3 separate regions of the Sus scrofa genome follow, and regions 2 and 3 are each linked to region 1. A link is a contact called in public Hi-C and HiChIP or PLAC-seq data. All regions are on one chromosome and are shown on one strand. The core of a region is the stretch at or near the end of the contact, and the rest is flanking DNA. Distances in the headings are between cores, read along the strand shown. Region 1 holds the start of MRNIP (MRN complex-interacting protein). Region 2 holds the start of TBC1D9B (TBC1 domain family member 9B). Region 3 holds the start of MGAT4B (alpha-1,3-mannosyl-glycoprotein 4-beta-N-acetylglucosaminyltransferase B).

Region 1 (3,070 bases), core at 158-2,657:
CATTTTTAATTTTCTTTTAACAAGATGAGTTATGTTGTCAGGCATGTGTGAATGTCTAGGCAGGTTGGCATTGGGGTCCCATTGAAGTTGGGACATGAGGGGTGAGCTGTTCCTCCCTGCCCAGAGCAGGACTTGGCCTCCACCTTTCAGAGCAGAGCTTTCTCAGGGCTGCAGGAAGTGAGACAGCCTGGGACCTGGGCCCCTTTGGGGTAGTACTTGCACCTGGACAAACCTCTCCTCCAGCAACAAAATACAAAGAAACTCTAAGGGACTAAAAATAGCTGTGTGCATACACAGTTGGGGCAAATTATGAACAAGACACAAGAAAAAGACCAAAAACTCAGCTTTCACTCCTGAGGGGTGGGGAGCAAAAGCAGAGTATTGTGCATAATCCCTGCCCACTGCACCACTAGGGGGGTGGACAGACCACCCAAGCCACCCTGCCAGCTTGACTGCTGGACCTGTCCTTACCCTCAGGTCACTTAGGCAACCAGATCCCACGCTGAGCACCAATACCCCAGAAGTAAGCAAAGGAATCCGTTATTGTTTTCACTCCCCCTTGCCGCAGCATGAGTCCCAATAACGCCTTGTCTGAATTTCTTATCTGGCCTCTTTATCAATTTCTACTGAGTAAGGAATCCAAGAACCCTGGACGGTAACGGGGGACTGATTTCATTTTCAACCGCCAGGTGTCAGAAGACTGATTTCATTTTCAACCGCCAGGCGTCTCCGGTTCCCTCTCTGAGAAGCATAGGTCTGGTGAACTGTTTATTTTCCCAGGATTCTTGGTGCTGCAGCTCAAAGTTTAACTGGACCACCTCTGACCAGCGGTCCTGCATATCCCAACTTTGGCCCCAAGAAGTGAGCTGGAGTAGGGCGGCACCCTCCAGCTCCCTCTCTCAGGCTAAGAGAAGCAGAAGAAACGGTGCCAACAAAGGGCCGACCTGGAGCGGCAGCTAGAGACCCCAACGTTGCAACTTTTTTTTTTTCCGGTTTTCTTAGGGCCACACCTGCGACATATGGAAGTTCCCAGGCTAGGGGTCTAATCTGAGCTACACCTACTGGAGTACTAGCGAGCTGCTGTACCCGAACTGCTGGCCTACACCACAGCCACAGCAATGCCGGATGCCCAACCTCCTGGGCGAGGCCAGGGATCGAACCCCAACCCACGAACTAGTCGGATTCGTTTCCGCTGCGTCTCAACAGGAACTCCCCCAACCTTGCAACTTTAAAACGCTCCTTTAAATAAAGCTGGGAACTGGCTCACGAGAACCGGTGGACCTGACTGACGCAAACTCCAAACAACGCCTGACTGGGTAGCAGAGAGAAGACCCCAGTAGCCTGAAGTCGACTGCGGACCAACCCGAACGTGGAGAAACACCTGGGGGTAGAGAAGCCCAAGGCCGCAGAACCGGGCAGAGCAGTGTGGGCGGGAAACGCAGGGCGGGAGCGCATAAAGGGGCGGAGCCTGAGGCTGGAGGGGCCCGGGCGCAAGAAGTGGGCGGAGCCAGGGCGGACAGGCGGACAGAGCGCGCGCGCCGGCCAGCAGTCGCCATGGCGCCTCCACAGCAGGCTCGGGTTTTGCGATGCTGCCACTGCCTGCTTTTCCAGGCGCACCAGGTGGGATGGGCTCCAGCCTCCCGCTCCTCCGAGGTCGGGGACAGCGGGCAGGATGAGGTGGGGCCGCGGGGGGCTGGACGTCTTCCCCGCGCCCTGTCCCCAGGCATGGGCATTGTCTCGGGCGCTTGCGGGTTGTGCCTGGGGTCGTGACCTGTGACAGCGTCTGTCCTGAGAACTAGATTTTAGGGATGTCCCTTCTCCATAATGTTCTGGGTTTTTTTTCGGGTTTTGCTGGCTTGTAAAAATTGGCAGAAACCAGTCGTAAAGTTTTCTGCGGAGGCGGCCTCATGAGCTTTAGCAGGGCACACCTGGTTACAGATAGAAGCTAGCCTCCTTTATGCAGAGCCTAGCACCCAAAGTGGCCCTTTCCTAATTTAAATAAAGGGAATTTTATTGTATTTACCCCTGCTGGCATTCTTTCCCTTTGCCCTCGTCTCTATCTATGTGGTGAGGGATAATCGAAGTTTGTAAAATGCATTGCTTCCCTGATTGAAAACCTAAGATAGGGGATGTCACTTGTTCTTTCTTGGATCGTGTTCTGTCTCTCCCTGCTTGATGCTGTCACGCTTGTCAGTGTATCGGCTGTGGTAGTCCCCTTCTCCTCCTAGTTATCTGCTGCTCTGTGCCCTGAAAAAGGATAGCATCAGACTACGTACAAAATATTTGTTTAAAAGTCAGTAATGCGTGGGGGTTCCCCGTCGTGGCTCAGTGGTAACCCAACTAGTATCTATGAGGACGTGGGTTCGATCCCAGGCCTCCATCAGTGGGGTAAGGATCCAACATTTCAATCCGCTGCGGTGTAGTTCGCAGACATAGTTGGGATCTGGCGTTGCTGTGGCCAGTGGCATAGGCTGGCAGCTGATACTCCCATTCGACCCCTAGCCTGGGAACCTCCATATACCACAGGTTCAGCCCTAAAAAGACCAAGAAATAAATAAATAAATAAAGTCAGTAAAGCTCTGAGTATGTACCTATTAAGTTTGCTGTGACTTTGTAAGGGCCGTTTTAGGGAACTCAGAGACTTTTTACTTATTTCATTTTTCAGTTCTAGAAGTTGAGAATAAATGGGAGTCATTTTCACTTTTAAATTATTACACATATATAATACAGTGCGTGTTCTCATGGTGATTTTCAACTCTGAAGTGATTTGAAACCAAGTGGGAAAAGGGGGGGTCGACAGTTTAATTACAAGTTGGCTGTGTACCAGGCAGTTTCACACATCTGATTTAATTTCAACACCTTTTTTTAATTTATTATTTTTTATCTGCTTCGCACCTCGATTCTTTTCCCACTGTTTTTCTTTTTTCTTTTTCTCTTTTTACAGGCACACCTGCAGCATACGGAAGTTCGCAGGCTAGGGTCCATCAGATCTGCAGACACAGGGCTGTGCCACAGCAAAGCTGGACTCAAGATGAATCTGTGACCTTCCGCCACAGCTTGTGGCAATGCT
Region 2 (3,070 bases), core at 259-2,758, 55 kb before region 1:
GAACCTTCATATGCCATGGGTGCAGCCCTAAAAAAGACAAAAGACAAAAAAAAAAAAAATAGTTCTCAAAAGGTGGTCTCCAGGTTCATGGCATCAGTATTACCTAGGAACTCGTTAGACATGCAAATACTCTGAGCAATCTATGTTTTAACAAGCCCTGCCGCTTATTCTGATGCATGTTGAAGTTTGAGAGCCAGTGGAATCCAGGAACAAAATAGCCCTTTACCTCACCTCAGGGTGTTAACAAGCACAGTTGACCTGTGAACAACTCCGGTTAGGGGCACCTATTCTCTTCCAAGTCAAAAATTGAGTATAATTTAGTTGTCTTTCCCAATCCAAGTTACCTCTATATGTACAGTTCTGTATCTGAGGATTCAACCAACCACTGATCACACAGTACTGTAGTATTTACTATTGAAAAAAGTGGGAATATAAATGGTCCAGAGCAATTCAAACCCAGATTATTCAAGGGTAAACTGTACTTTCAAATTCTTGAGGGTAGATTACTCCCCAGAGACCCCAGTGCCACATTATTAGTTTAAACTTCCAAGGTCTTAAAACCAGCCTCTGCATCTTGGAAGTTGATTCAAAGTCTCAAGCAATATCTCAAAAGACTTTTAAATCATTCTGGCTGTCAATCATGAAACCACCTATTTATACCTACATCTATCATATTAGATTCCTGAATGCCAGTGACAGAAACCCAATTCAAAAACCATATTAAGCCTCTGGGATGATTCTAAAGAGCCCCCTTTCGGATTCTGGAGGCCTCAGGCCAGCAGGGTGATCCTGCATCCAAATTCTGGACTTTGTGGATTCACACCTATTGCCCCAGAAGGAGTTAACAGCGTGCACTCAAAAGGGTCAAGGTTTGGCCTGGGAGGGGTCGACCCCTACAGGCCAGCACTGGGAGAGCAGGAATCCACATCCCCGGCCAGCTCTGTGGTCTCATCACACGCCAGTGCAGAAACCTCCGCCGGTCCCAGGCCAGGCCCTGCCTCCTACTCCAGCCTCATTGACCCCATCCAACAAGTGAGGGGACTGCACTGGTTTCTGAGGACCCTTTCAGCCTCAGGGCTTCCCCAGGTTCAATTCGTTGCAGGCCCAAGTGTCAACATTCTGAGTTACCACAATCAACTAACCCTTTTCCAGCCGCTTTTTCCAATGTTAACACACACTGGGTTGCCCTGCACAATCAGCCAAAAATGTATTTCTAAATGTTATTTCCTTACATTTTCCTCTTAAACCCTGTATGCGTTTTTACAGAACGCCGGGAGCCCTGCTGTCTGCGCACTGTGAACTCAGACAATCTGACCAAAGTCCCAAGGCCCGGGGAGTGAACTGAGCACTGGGGCCTGTGGGGAGAAAGAGTGGTAGACGGACACAGCGGGTTAAGTAACCCTGTGGCCGGAGGCCGGGGGGGGAGTGGGCGGGGCCGGCCGGAAAGGGAGAGCTGAGCGCCCAGAGAGCGCGGAGGTCCTGTTGGTTCCCGCGGCCGCCAGGGGGCGCCGCCCGCTCGCCCCGCCCCGCCCCGCCCGGCCCGCAAAGCTCTGCGCGGCGTCGGTGGCGGCTCTTCCGCCTGGCCGGCCTCGGCCCTGTGCGAGCGGTCGCACGATGTGGCTGGGCCCGGAGGAGGTGCTGGTGGCCAACGCGCTGTGGGTGACGGAGCGGGCCAACCCCTTCTTTGTGCTGCAGCGGCGCCGGGGCCACGGCAAGGGCGGCGGGCTCACGGGTGAGAGGCGCGCCGCGGCCGGGCCTGTGAGCGCCGCCGCGATCCGGGCGAGGAGGGCGCGCCGGGCGGCGGGGAACGGGGCAACACCCCCGGGACAGGCCGGGCCTCGGCGCGTCCCTGCGGACGCGCAGGTCAGCGCGCGCTGCGGGGCCTGGGGACGCGAGGCCCGGCCCCAGTGGGGGCGGGAGGTGGGAATGCGCACCGGGGGTGGGACGCAGGGACCGGGCGCGGTGGCGCGAGGTGAGGACCGGGTCGGAGGTTCAGCCAGACAGATGCACTTGATTTAGATGGCTAGTGGGGAGACCTCCGTCAGCCAGGGCTGCCGGGAGAAGGCTGGCGGCGGCCTCTGCCCATCGGCTGCCTGTGAGCTTCCCGGAGCTTAGCGGAGGCGTGTGCAGCTTCCTGGAATGGGATTTCCCAGCTGGAAGTCCGAAAGATCTTCCTGTCCTCTGCCTCAGTTTCCCTAAGTGCCTCGGAGGGGGCAAGTGACACAAGCATTCGTTTCCTTTGGCCTCCTTCATTCCCAGTTCACCAAAGAATTACCTTTTTAGCAAAATCAGAGTTCCTCCGAGCTGCTCCTGGGTTTGGGCCCCCATCCCTCCAGCTTCTCACCCACCTTTCCTGCTTCTTGGTGTGATGGGGCTGCAGACCGAGACTTAGCCACATTACCAGTCTTTGTGTTCTGGAGAACTAGCCAAGGTGCCTCTGCCCGTCTGGACACCACCCAGGACTGGACCAGACAGGCACCTTCTGGGGTGTGTGGCAGAGGATGTCCACGTGTGGGTTCCCTCTACAGGTGTTGTCCCAAGTCCCTCACGCTCCAGGACCTGCCCCGACGCACTGCTCGGGCAGAACTGGGTCAGTCTTAGGGCCAGACCAGTGCCTGCAGTCCTCCAGTGGCCTACTGTTGCCATTCAGGACCTCAGGCCCAGTGTTGCCAGGTCTTCCAATTATCAAGAGAATTTTCTTTGAAATGTCCTAATTTTAAACGTTAACAACTAATACAGTCCTGCCACATGCAGACAGAGGCCTCCCACGGGAGACCTCTTCCCCTGCCTCCCCAGTCACATCTCCTGATGTGGAAGAGACTGTACCATTCTCAAGAAAACTGTTCCCTTCAGTGTTTTGAGCTCCCTGCCCACAGCCTCTAGAATCACAGGAGCCGGTGCTGGATCTGCCTCCTAGACTAGGCTGTTCAGAGGAGGTTAGACAGCAGCGCCTCTAGAAAGACTGACCAATGGTCAACCGCAGGCTACTCCAAGCCCATGCAGGAAAGCAAGGCTTGGGTGGCTAGCAGCTTTGGTTGCATCAGCGTACTGGTGTGTCAGATTCCAGTGC
Region 3 (3,070 bases), core at 227-2,726, 53 kb after region 1:
ACAGAGCTCTGATTATCCATAGTTAATTATTCACTGCCAGTGTTATCAAATATCAAGCAAACAAATGCAATGCAAAACAGCCTCTCAGGATCACAGTTCCCTAGCACCAAAAAGGGAGGTTCTCGTCCATTGCAAAGGGAAAATCCCAACCACTACTCTGCCATAAGCAAAACCCAGCGCAATAGGCAAGGATACCTGTTATCAAAAATGTCTCTATGGACCAATGCATACTGATACACATACAAACAACAAACTTACAGTCCCACAAACAAAGGCACAAACTGGAGTGGCTCACCCCAAAACAACACACACACACAATTACAAATAACATATAAGACAGAAAATCAGAGACGGGGTAGTCTAAAATTCCACTTCCATTCCCAGACAGAAGACACGTCCAAACAGATTGGCCCAGATCTCAAAAGAGAACGGACCCAAAGTGACTCACTTCCCACAAGGGAAGCAGCCCAAATGGAATGGAGAGAGTTCCCAGCCTCAGCAAGCTGGAGCGACTTACCCCCAATCAACACTGAATGTGGAACACAGCTCTGGACATTTCTTAGCTTTAAACAGCATCCTGCCCTGGGGTGGCTGGTGCCTGCAGGGCGAGAGACACACACACACACCTCTTCCCCAGAGCAAAATGAGCTCTGGGCAGCTGCTGGGAACTCAGGTAAGGGGCTGCCCCAGCAGGTGTCAATCTGCTGGGCACAGTGTCCCACCTGGGCTGCCATAATTGTTACCAAGTCCGTGTGCTCAGTGCACACCAAAGCCAAACAACACCGAAAGTCAGGATTTGGAGCACAGAAAGGTTTACTGCAGTGCCATGCAAGGAAATGGGTTGCTTGTGCTTTAAAAAGCCACAAACTCCCTGCAGGCTTTCAGCAAAGCCCTTGTAAAGGCAAGATGAGGGAGGGACGTGGTTGTTGCAAATTTCTCTGTGCCTGATAATTTGTTTTCATAGCTGTCCACATAGACATAGGTATAGACAAGATTGTTTTTAAAACAAAAAAGGTGCAGAGCATGACTAAGCACAGGCAACAAAGCACAAAGGTTAAAATAACAGGAACAGATCTAATATGGAGTCAGATTTGTTCTTCCCTATTACTCCCCTCCCACTTCCTAGACTCCCTTAGACCTAGGGGAGGGGCCTGAAGTTCCCAGAGTTAACCTGAGTGGGCTCCGGACCTGGGTGGGGGTTGTTCATAATGGAAATGTTACTGAAAAGGGGTCAGAGGTCCACGCACGACGCCTCCACCCAAAGCGACCTGCCTGAAGGCCACGGCCTCAACCTACCTGAGGCCTGAGCCCAGGGCAGCCCCAAGTCTGGGACCGCGTGAGTCCACGCAGCAGCCACTGTCCCGAGCCTGGCGGAGGGCGGAATCCCGGTGTTGGTCCCACCCCGCCCCCTCGCGGTGCTGGTGGTGGCAGCCTGTGATGCGGCCCCTTTAAATCCCGGCCGCCCCGCCCTTCGCAGCCACTCGGCGGCGGCCCCGGATCCAGGCCGGGCCGCGGCTCTTGCCGCGCAGCTTAGCCCATCCCGGCCCAGGCGCCAAGCCGAGGCCGTCTGCTCCCCGCACCCGGGAGTAGCGGTTACTTCCGCGACCGGTCAGGTGTCCACCCCGGCAGGCCCGCCTGCATCCCCGCCCGGCCCCGGGCTCCCAGCCCGTCCCCGCCCCGGGGCCGGGGCCCCCGCAGCCTCCTGGTCCCCGCGCCCCGGCCCCGGTCCCCCGGGCCATGCGGCCTCGGCCCCGCCGGCGCCCACCGCGCACCCGAGGAGATGAGGCTCCGCAATGGCACCTTCCTGACGCTGCTGCTCTTCTGCCTGTGCGCCTTCCTCTCCCTCTCCTGGTACGCGGCGCTCAGCGGCCAGAAAGGTGAGCCCCTCCTCCGCCGCCGCCCGCCCGGTGCCCCATCCACACCTGGGAGCCGGCGTCCGGAGCAGGGTGCGGGCATCCGCCCGCGAAGCGGCCGGAAGCGGACGCAGGCGCCCCTTCCTCGCCCGAGCGGCGGGGGAGGACGCCCCTCCCATCCTCGCCCCCACTTGTTTGCTGCTGGAATAAAGAAATTCTCCTGCGGCCTGGGCTGGGCCGCGCGGGTGAGCAGATAGTGGGCGCCCAGGGCACGCTCCGAACCGGCCTCCGTGAGTACAGTTCTGCCATGCTGGGGACTTCAGAGTTCTCACAGAGGGACAGAGACACAAGGTCACAGAGGTGGCTGTGCTGTGCCAGAGGGTTCCCAGGGTACCAGCTCCAGGCACCTGGGTACACTGTTCCTGATGATACCAAACCCAAGTCCGCTCTGCCTTCCCAACGACAAGCCAGTACATTCCAGAGATGAGTTGTTGGGGCAAGGAATAGTGACTTTAATCTGAAAGCTAGCAGACCAAGAAGATGGCAGACTAGTGTTTTAGAAAACCATCTTGCCTCAGTCCCAATTCAGGCTCCTTTTATACTGAGAAGCGGGGGGGGGGGAGCCAAGGGTCTCTCACTAGCTGTCACTTGCATGGGGGAAGGGCCCCCTACAATGCTGGCCACTAAAGGTCACTCACGAAGGACTGCTTACAACTCCTCAGTGTCAATGTCCATGGAAAAGGGGGCAGCGATCTTTTTGGCTACTTTCTGCTGTACCTGGGCACTGAAAGTGTGACCATGGAATGGAATTGATCAGTTTTATGCTAGGAATATTAAGTAATACAATTCTCTTTATCTACAACTATTTAAACTTGGTAACATTCCTGCTATGATGAAACTTTAATCTCAATACTTATCCCTTTTCAAGAGCAACCTTAAGTCTTCTAAGGGTTCACAAACCCATTGCTCTCTAGGCCGCTCAGGAGTTGGGTCATTTACTAATGTCAGTGGGGCTCCTTTAACCCGAGTGTGATGAATCGATGGCTTTACTCCAGCTAACCTGACAGATGAGTGTGTGGTAAGTAATACCACATGTGGTCCTGTCCACCTTGCAGTCAGCTGGTGCTTAGGCCTTTGTTCTCTCCAGGCTTTAAGGAGGACTGGGTCTCCAGGTTGGAAAGGGTGTGAGGCTACCTCAGTTGGATAGGCAGACCTGT

The links. Hi-C and Micro-C count contacts between places; a contact is called where the count stands out from the background. HiChIP or PLAC-seq counts read pairs in DNA pulled down with a chosen protein or histone mark.
Region 2: an H3K27ac HiChIP or PLAC-seq map of alveolar macrophages shows a contact between it and region 1. The contact joins the promoter of TBC1D9B here to the promoter of MRNIP in region 1. A contact is called at or near these places in 2 of 47 Hi-C or Micro-C datasets (embryonic fibroblasts and epiblast stem cells) and 1 of 2 datasets of contacts at active chromatin or transcription factors (alveolar macrophages).
Region 3: a Hi-C map of skeletal muscle shows a contact between it and region 1, with 2.4 times the contacts expected there. The contact joins the promoter of MGAT4B here to the promoter of MRNIP in region 1. A contact is called at or near these places in 3 of 5 promoter capture datasets (fetal liver, liver and skeletal muscle), 22 of 47 Hi-C or Micro-C datasets (adipose tissue, blood, embryonic fibroblasts and 11 more) and 2 of 2 datasets of contacts at active chromatin or transcription factors (alveolar macrophages and skeletal muscle).

Annotation. Positions count from the first base shown.
Region 1 is chr2:78,729,204-78,732,273 of Sscrofa11.1, forward strand. MRNIP (MRN complex-interacting protein) reads left to right here and starts at 1,408. Exons shown (of 6, transcript XM_013987518.2): 1 at 1,408-1,620. The coding sequence starts at 1,555.
Region 2 is chr2:78,674,359-78,677,428 of Sscrofa11.1, forward strand. TBC1D9B (TBC1 domain family member 9B) reads left to right here and starts at 1,509. Exons shown (of 22, transcript XM_003123648.4): 1 at 1,509-1,732. The coding sequence starts at 1,615.
Region 3 is chr2:78,782,299-78,785,368 of Sscrofa11.1, forward strand. MGAT4B (alpha-1,3-mannosyl-glycoprotein 4-beta-N-acetylglucosaminyltransferase B) reads left to right here and starts at 1,477. Exons shown (of 15, transcript XM_003123649.4): 1 at 1,477-1,877. The coding sequence starts at 1,781. LOC106507307 (a long non-coding RNA gene) reads right to left here and starts at 1,483. Exons shown (of 3, transcript XR_002341724.1): 1 at 1,297-1,483; 2 at 518-598.